3 separate regions of the Mus musculus genome follow, and regions 1 and 3 are each linked to region 2. Evidence: chromatin contacts called from public promoter capture Hi-C data. All regions are on one chromosome and are shown on one strand. The core of a region is the stretch at or near the end of the contact, and the rest is flanking DNA. Distances in the headings are between cores, read along the strand shown. Region 1 holds the start of Cops2 (COP9 signalosome subunit 2). Region 2 holds the start of Bloc1s6 (biogenesis of lysosomal organelles complex-1, subunit 6, pallidin). Region 3 holds the start of Fam227b (family with sequence similarity 227, member B).

Region 1 (2,868 bases), core at 113-2,612, 3.1 Mb after region 2:
AGATTCATCTATACAAAGATGTTACACCATTACCTCAAAATAAAAATATTAATGCTTTGAGAATGTGACACTTAAAAGAAAAGAGGGCCTGGAGAGATGGCTCAGAGGTTGAGAGCACTGACTGCTCTTCCAGAGGTCCTGAGTTCAATTCCCAGCAACCACATGTGGCTCACAATCATCTGTAATGGGATCTGGTGCCCTCTTCTGGTGTGCCTGAAGACAGTGTACTCATATACATAAAATAAATAAACCTCAAAATTAAAAAAAGAAAAGAAAAGAAAAGAAAAAAGACGACCCAGACTTCTCCAAGCATGTACACCACAGCTTGCACTATCATCGGATTTTTCTAAAAACCGAACAATTGCTTCCCAATTAAGAAACAAAACTGACACTAATTTTGGGATCAAGATAATTTTCTTAGTTCTTACACAGGCATGCGTTTTGGACTATCAACATAAATCATGGGGTACAGTTTAAAACCTGTAAATCCATTCACAATTAAACCTTAAATGGAAAAGAAATCACCAATCAAACTAGGCAAGTTTGTTTACTTTTATGCCATTGATGATTCAAACACGGATGCTGGGAAATTTCTTAAATCAAGGAAAAAGATCATTGGTTCCAATTCCCTTAACCCCTACCTTTCCCCAGTCCAACCAAACAAAAAGCAAATCTTTCTTCGGAGCTTGTCATGTTTTAGAGGACGGGACGAGTCGTTTAACTACTCCTCCTACTCTTGCTCTGAGCCTTAACCTGGGACCCAAACTGACCCTGGGCGAGACTCTTAGGCTGTTTTGGGGGAGACTCCCGAGTTTCGCAGTCAGGTCTGGGAGCAGGATGGACCACCCCCCTCTTCCAGTTTTCACTCTTCCAGCATCTGGCACCGGCTCAGGTCCAGAGTGGAGAAGAGATGGGCCCCCTAGGGCCCAGACCTAAGCGCCGGGCCGTGGAGGCTCGGTGGCGGGCAGAGAGGCGCCGAGAACCGGCCGCGGCCAGTCACCCGCGCTATCCCTGGGCCCAGCGTCCAGGGCGGCCCCGCCGCCTCTCTCCCTCTCTTCCCAGGCCCCACAGGCCCGCGACGCCAGGCGAGGAGGGAAACCTGTCCCTGGGCAGGGCGGAACCGGGCCGACGAGCCCCGGGAGGGAGCTGCAGCCTCTCGGCCTTGGCACCACCGCCACATCCCACTTCCAGCCCCCGCCCGCTCCCTGCGCCTCACCAGGTCGTAGTCCTCCTCATCATCGCACATGAAATCATCCTCCATGTCAGACATCTTGGCCGGAGGGGGGAGGGGGAGAGGAGAAATTAGAGACAGCCTCCTCCCACAGTGCTCCGCGGCCCAGAAGCGTCACTCCCGAGTCTCCTCGTCTTCCGGTCTCTCCAGGAGAAGATAAAGCTCATTCCGGAACTAAAGCGCTCGACCCTGAGATGATTTACTACGGCTCCCAAAGGGAGGGCACAGCCGGCTCTTCCTGAGCGACAGTTTGTGTCTTAGCAACTAAGCGTAGCAACTACGAAATCGGGCGTTGCGGGTCCTATCTGAGGGGCTTCGAAAACCTTCTAGCTGTATCCAGCGTCCTAGGTGAGGGAACTGTCTCCTTCCTTGCCTGGGACTCTGGAACCGTCTGTTTCTAATGAAACATGCCCGACCTATCTGAAAGGTAGCGTGCCTCTACCATTGTTATCTATGTGTTTTCTTTCAACACCCTGTAGTGGTGTTTTTACAGTGGTGTATTTACAGCAACACAATTGTCTAGTAAAGTTATGTTTGTAGTTAACAAAAACAGTTCTGTGGATATCCCGGTTTGGATATGCACTAATCAATTGTTCAATTATTTAATGAATCACAAACGTGCATTAACTGCTTTTAGGATGAAATGAAAGTAACAGTTGGTGACAGATTTTTTAAAAATGCATTGTCGCAGAAAACCATTAGAGTTCAGAGTGAAGAAAAATGTGGAAATAAGGCAATCCCCCTTTTTGGAGAAACCTTCCAAATTCTGTACACAAATGCTATAAAGTTATAAAGTAGATATAGGTTAGAATTTAGGCCCAATTGTTATCTATACAGATGAATTAAACATGCCCAAATTACCAAAGGTAAAAACAAAAAAACAAAACCAAATCAAACAAAATTACCTGATTTTATCTTCATCATGCACAGCTGATGTTGAGCACAGTTCAGCATTAACATTCACACCTTCGGGTTGAATCCTTACAGACCCCGCTTGGCTGTGCTCCAGTGACTTCTGAAGTTGTACCTGATGTCATTACCAGCTTTTCTCTGAATCCACTGGAGAACAGGATACTTTTGGTTTTGTTTCTAAGCCAGAAATTGCTTGGTTCTAAAAATCTTGTCAGAAGACGTTAAGGTCAACGATTGTATTATTTTTATATTGAAAACACTGTGAACACAATTTATAGCTGTACATTCAGAATGTTAAAAAATAAGTCTTCAAACGATTTTGCATTGTATATCATTAACATTGATTTTTTTTTCTTTTTTTATGTTTTGAGCTGGGGGAAGAACTTAGCCTTGTGTGTGTTAGGTAAATGTTCTATTGCTGGGCTATCCCTCTAGCCTAACACCTAATTGTTACTTAGGAAAATATTAGAAGAAGGAATTTCAGATGGCTTAAAGAAGTAACCATTCAAGGAAACATCATTTTGGTCACAGTTTTCTAGCAATAATATCACCTTTCTTATAACCACACAGTTTTACTAATAGCCTTTTCTATCAACACTTTATCACAAGAAATTTTAAACTTAAATACATAATAAAGGATAGCATCATGGACACAAGTATACCAACTCTCAGCTTTAATGTTCTGTATTCCCTGGGTCAACTTAAAGATACATATAAAGCAACAT
Region 2 (3,026 bases), core at 317-2,816:
CCATGTTGTATAACTCAGACTTTGGAATATACAGTTTGGAATTAGGGCTAGGGCATCAATAGTTCACCAATTAGCAAATTTATCGAGAATTATTTTGGTACTCTATGCATAAGAGTTTCTATTTGTCATTTTTAATTCAAAAGAAGAAAACATAAAATAATGAATGCAAGGAGGAGCTCAGTGCTAAATGGCAGGAGGATGTTTGTTGTTGTGAAATGTCTTCACTGTGACTGCTGAATGAAAGGGAGGAAATAATGAGATAATGAATGGTGTCCACAGTAAAGGTGTGTTTGAGTGTGCTGGCTCGTGTCTGCTGGAGGACCAAGAATTCAAGGCCATCCCTAATTACATATTGAGTCTAAGGCCAGATTAGGCTACAGGACACCTCACCTTGTGAAACAAAACAATAAAAAAGATATTATCCTAGAGCACTTAAAAGATGAATAGGCCTTTGAAAAAGATACTCTAGTTTGAAACAGGAACAAGCACAATGGACAGCGTACAATGCCCAGATTGCACAAGATGTTTGAAGAGTAATAAATTGTTTTCCTATTTGTATGACAACACTAATTATTACACATTCTATAGTTCAGCAACCTCACAGGGTTGAGTTCCATTACAAAAGCTTTAGGGGAGGAATTGGTTACCAATTTTTCTGGAGGTCACCCACCATCCAGAATAATGACTCCCTTCCTCTGTCTTCAAACCCATCAGTGTTTGTTTAATCATCCTTTGTAATCAAATCTTTTTTCAGACAGCCCCACCCCATCAGTTTTACAGACTGTTACCTTGGGTCCTTGGAGTACCCTTCCTATTTTAAGGTTATGTTAACTAGTAGCTTTTATTCGTTGCCATGCCCTCTAATATATTTAGAAGTCTCAAGGATTAGTCTGTGGACATTCTACCGTGGAGAGTTGAGAAGTTACCCTTGAAAAGTGGCTAAAGTGAAACTGAACATAAGATGGTGACAATAGGGAGCCAGTGCATTCCAGGGGCATGGCATTATTTGTTTATTTATATTAGTTTTTTTTTTTTTTTTTGAGATAGCTTTGGCTACAATATGGAAAACTGAACAGGTAACCTGAGGAGCAACTAGAGATGCTACTAGAGGTCAGAGTTTACAAAAGGGTCGAGAATCCTTACATTTGCTGTGGAGCTGAGTCTGTCCAAGTCTACATACTTTCCTTTAGAACTCATGATATCATCTTACAGGAGCCCAGCATGTGCTTTTGGTAATTTGACTTAATTTGTCCAAATGATGCTCCAAGAAAGCCTTTACGTCATTTCCAAGCACTGGAAGAGATCCTCAGCAACGCTCAAGCTCAGAGTTCGTATTGACTCACTTAGCGGCCCGAGTTATAAACTGGACACAACACTGGGGACATTCACACGGTTATGGCGACATCCGGTCCTCTAACCTCTCTTCCGGGTTCCGCCGGCCACCCTCTGTGAAACCGAACCCGCACGCGCACGGCTGCGCCTAGGGCGCTGACACGGGGGGGGCGGGGGGGGGCGGGCGTTCCGGACTTGCAGTAACGTTCTGCGTCGGAAAGCGAGGTTTTCCGCTTTCGTCACTTCCGTGTGCCTCGGCGGCTTTCGTCCGGATGGACTCTGGAACGCGTTAGGTTTCTTTGCCTGTGACTTCTCCACAGCACTCGCCTCACGCAGCGCCCAGTGCGGGGATATGAGTGTTCCTGAGCCACCGCCTCCAGACGGGGTCCTTACGGGGCCTTCCGACAGCCTGGAGGCCGGCGAGCCCACGCCGGGTACGGCTGTTTTGCGGGGCGACTGCCCACAGGGGCCGGGTTCGAGTGGGTGGGACTCCAGCGCAGGCGACCCTCCTGCCTAGAGCATCCTGGCCAGGCAACCCTGGTCCCGCGAGGAAACGCACTGTTGGGTGCGGTTTGTGTTAAAGGTTTGCGTTTGTGTTGCTTTTCAACTGTTTGTCACAGGGTTAGTGGTTGGCGATCAGTCTGCCAGAGAGAAGGTAGATTTTTAGGAAACTGTACAATAGTGTCTACTCATGAAATACTCTGACCTCCTAGGTGACATTACTTCATCCGAGACTCCAGCAGCCGTCCGCACATTTCCAGAAGAAATTTAAGCATTGATGCCCGAAGGCGTCCGTTGGACGAAGCAGTTAATTTGCTATATAGGCAGATGGGCACTGTTTATACCATCGTTTTTGTGAGATTGAAAACACCACTCAAATCATTTTCTGTGAGCATTGGTTCATATGAGAGAAGCTAGATGGAGCTTCTAAAAATAATCTCTGCGTTTCAGAAATAGGAAGCTACAAATAACCCAGCATTTCCTGGCAGTGCTTTTCTTTAATGACATATCCCTTTCATGACTTGTTCAGTCACATTAGTAATACTCTGTAGTACCTACTTGGAACCTGGGCCTCTCTCTTTCTCCCTTCCCCTCCCTTCTCCCCCTCTTTCTCTCTTTCTGCACATAACGAATGGGTGGTATGCATATAAATAAAAGCAGATGTCAGAGAGTAGGGCAGAGATAGGGATAGGTGCTAGCTGCAGGTTCAACTCAGGACTTATTTCATGTTAAACAAGTGCTCTACTACAGAGCTAGATCCCTAGCCTCAGCTGTCTGATCTTCTTGATAATGGTGTGAGCTTACTCTCCCATGAAACTGAATTTGCACTCTTGGATTCAGTTCCCTCTGTTTCATGTAGAGGATTCCGCAGGGCATTAGCATCTATCTCCCCTCAGCAGTGTAAAGCTACCACCGCTAGTCTCTCATTCTCACAGCATGGTGTGTCCATTGTTGTAACTTTACTGCCCCAACACAAGCTCCAGGCATGAATCCTTAGAATCCTAAAATGGCTTCTTGCCACTTACTGAATTTTCCATAGAATTGGCACTCAGGGACCCTCACAGGCTGACTCACGGCATATATTAATAGCTCACTGTTGCTTTCTGTGCATGGCCTTGCTGTTCATCCTTGCAGTTTCTCATTCTGTTTAACAATGTTGCACCCCCTCGGCTCCTTTCAGATTTGTATCCATA
Region 3 (2,785 bases), core at 101-2,600, 3.4 Mb after region 2:
CCAAAAATTGAAAGGGCTAACAATTAAAAGTCAAATATCCCATTTTCTGATGTTCAGGCCCTCACTGTTTGATGCCTAACTGTGATGTTGTGCACAAATAACTAAAGCTTAATTCCTAAGGCAGGTAGACATGTCAATGTGGGTCTCAAAGTAGACTCTCAACTGTTTTAGCATTCAACATATATGAATACCATTCTGGTGGCTCTCACATTGCGTCTCAAAAGGTTAGTAACTTCTTTTTCTGTTTTGATAAGTGAAGGTATAGTGGACTGGCTGACATTTAGAATGACTTTTGTTCTGCATGCCTCTCTTTATTAAAACATTTTTGCTTAAAGTCTAAATTCAAATATCCATGGTCTAATTTCTACCTCACTCTCACTAGTTCTGAAATTCCTTTTCTGTATCCAAATCAGGAATACCAGTTTGGCTCGAGTTGAGGTCTCCAAAACATTAAGGGACCTATTCAGTCTGCTAAGAGTGACAGAAGGGATTCTCCTCTCCTCCTCTCCTCTCCCCTCCCCTCCCCTCCCCTCTCCTCTCCTCTCCCCTCCCCTCTCCTCCTCTCTCTTCCCTTCCCTTCCCCTTCTTCCTTCCCCTTCCCTTCCCTTCTCTTCTCTTCCTCTCCTCTTCTCTCTCTCTCTCTCCTCCTCCTCCTCCTCCTCCTCCTCCTCCTTCTTCTTCTTCTTCCTCTCTGTGTCTCTCTGTCTGTCTGTCTCTGTCTCTCCTATTCAAGTAGAAGCTACCACTCATGACCAGGCTGGAAATGGGCCTTTCTCCTACTTACAGGTGTGATCCTGGGAATTCATGTTAACCATTGTCTATTTTTCTGTTAAAACTTTTATATAAATTCTGGTGTGGTAAATATCAGTGTCCTGGCTTGTCATTCGTGATTACACACAAGGCTGTTCTTTTTCTCCCATTGGTTAATTTCATAATTCTCCACTCATTAAACAAATTGCTTGATATATGACAGTTTTGTTTCTAATTTAACAACTATTGTTTAGGTTTCTTTGAGGTGGAGCATAGAAAAATAATTTAATCACTTATCCACATATATTAGACTTTAAAAAAAAATAAAAGAAAAATACAGTAGGTGTCAACTCTGCGTGTTGTAAGCAAAGCACAAAATGCATAAACGGTTTTCCTAAGAAGTCTATCAAGCTTGAACTACCAACCACCTAAAGCTACAAGTCTGAGATCTCGTAAATATAGTATTTGGGGAGGTAAAGCGGTGTTACTAGCTCCTCACTAACTCACAGAAACTACTTTCGAAAAGGCTGTTCCGGAACACGTCCCCAGTTGCGCTGGGGGCCCACAACGGGCGGCACAGCAGGAAGCTGACGGTTCCTTTGGAACAGGTCACCCGGGAAGCGAAGGCGGGACTTCCGAACCAGTTCCTCCTGCTCGCCCACGGGATTCTCCCTCTGAGCATGCGCCGTGGTCAGCTTCCCCGTGGCCCTGGCAACCGCCAGGCCCCGCCCTCCGGTGTTCTGCGGAAAGCGCTCCGGGGGGGAGCGCGTGGAGCGGAGGCGGTACGGACCGAGAGTTGAGCGTGGTGCAGGTCGGCATCCCCTCGGGTCGGGTGGCTCGGGCCGGACGCCGGCCAGGCCCAGCGGAGGTCTCACTGCGGGCTAGTGCTGCGTGTGGCGTGCCCGTGGGGGCAAGACTTGAGTGGTCTGGGGCCTAAATGAAGCCTTATTAGGCTTCCCGAGTCGGCGTTGCTCACTCCTGGCAAGGCCAGCTCCCTGTGAGCACCGATCTGTAATTCAGGCTTTGGCGTGGTTTCGGCATGGTCGCGGGAAAAGGAAACCAGATGTGTGCTGTTACCGTCAGCCGATAAGCAGACGCGTTTCTTGTGTGTCTATTTCTTGGGAATGTGAGACAAGTATAGTAACACTTTGCGTTGCTAGTTCCACGAGGTTGGGTAAGGATGAAGAGCCCAAGATTGCAGCATTTCAGGGCTGTTTATGATTGAACTCCAAATGCAAAAATTTCCAAGACATTTCGCCTGTCATATAATGTGTTCTGTGGGAAGGGAGTCAAGTTCTGTGTTTAAAAAATGGCGGTGGTATCTTGGATGTTTAAAAAAAAGGGGGGGGGGGGCGAGAGGGATATTGTACCTCATCAAATTATACGATCAGTTCTTAGTACTTCACAAGCAAATATTGAAAACAGTCTTATCTGGTCCTGAATTTGTCCACAATTCAAAATAGGAGAAATTTAAAGAATATTCCCTTGGGAGGCAAATCAGCTTAGTGTGTTGGAAAAAGTAGCCTTGTTCCGCCGATCTGTGTAGTGCCCCAAAGTTGAGTAGAAAGATAAGTCCTGGATGCCTTCTACAGAGTGGTTTCAATTTAGTTGATAAGTATTTGAATCTATCTAAAAAAAATCAAGAATAGGTAAATCGGAAAGAGTTGTACTTTTGCCTCATTGAAAAGTGCCTCCAAATGAATATGTTTGTCCATATCAAATATGTGGACCCAGGGATAAGTAGTCAGAAGTGTAAAAGATTGTCTTTGTGTGAGTTTATAACTGAGTTAGAATCTGACTTTGAGCCTAAAAATAGATGTTATGTGCAAAGCAGACAGGATGAAACTGCATAAGTATCATTATTTTTAGAGAAATTGAGTGGAAAAAAAAGTTTTTCAGCCCAATTTGCAGAGTAGACCATCAGGATGCTAGTTATTTGCCCTAGGAACCGCCCTTGTTTTCTAATTCTTTACAACTCTCCCCCACCCAACTCCAGCTGCATCGCCCTGCACGTATTTGATGTTAAGTATAGGTA

What was found. Promoter capture Hi-C pulls out the DNA fragments that hold promoters and counts their contacts.
Region 1: a promoter capture Hi-C map of pre-B cells shows a contact between it and region 2. The contact joins the promoter of Cops2 here to the promoter of Bloc1s6 in region 2. A contact is called at or near these places in 1 of 39 promoter capture datasets (pre-B cells) and 1 of 115 datasets of contacts at active chromatin or transcription factors (astrocytes).
Region 3: a promoter capture Hi-C map of pre-B cells shows a contact between it and region 2. The contact joins the promoter of Fam227b here to the promoter of Bloc1s6 in region 2. A contact is called at or near these places in 5 of 39 promoter capture datasets (the C10 cell line, the HPC-7 cell line, cranial neural crest and 1 more), 6 of 484 Hi-C or Micro-C datasets (CD4 T cells, liver, muscle stem cells and 3 more) and 1 of 115 datasets of contacts at active chromatin or transcription factors (astrocytes).

Annotation. Positions count from the first base shown.
Region 1 is chr2:125,857,720-125,860,587 of GRCm38.p6, forward strand. It overlaps Cops2 (COP9 signalosome subunit 2), which reads right to left and starts at 1,363. Exons shown (of 13, transcript NM_009939.3): 1 at 1,217-1,363. The coding sequence starts at 1,270. It also overlaps a transcript of Galk2 not described here.
Region 2 is chr2:122,736,939-122,739,964 of GRCm38.p6, forward strand. It overlaps Bloc1s6 (biogenesis of lysosomal organelles complex-1, subunit 6, pallidin), which reads left to right and starts at 1,567. Exons shown (of 5, transcript NM_019788.3): 1 at 1,567-1,766. The coding sequence starts at 1,685. Bloc1s6os (biogenesis of lysosomal organelles complex-1, subunit 6, pallidin, opposite strand) reads right to left here and starts at 1,424. Exons shown (of 2, transcript NR_156706.1): 1 at 1,144-1,424.
Region 3 is chr2:126,150,654-126,153,438 of GRCm38.p6, forward strand. Fam227b (family with sequence similarity 227, member B) reads right to left here and starts at 1,351. Exons shown (of 17, transcript NM_029455.3): 1 at 1,258-1,351. It overlaps Dtwd1 (DTW domain containing 1), which reads left to right and starts at 1,488. Exons shown (of 5, transcript NM_026981.2): 1 at 1,488-1,561.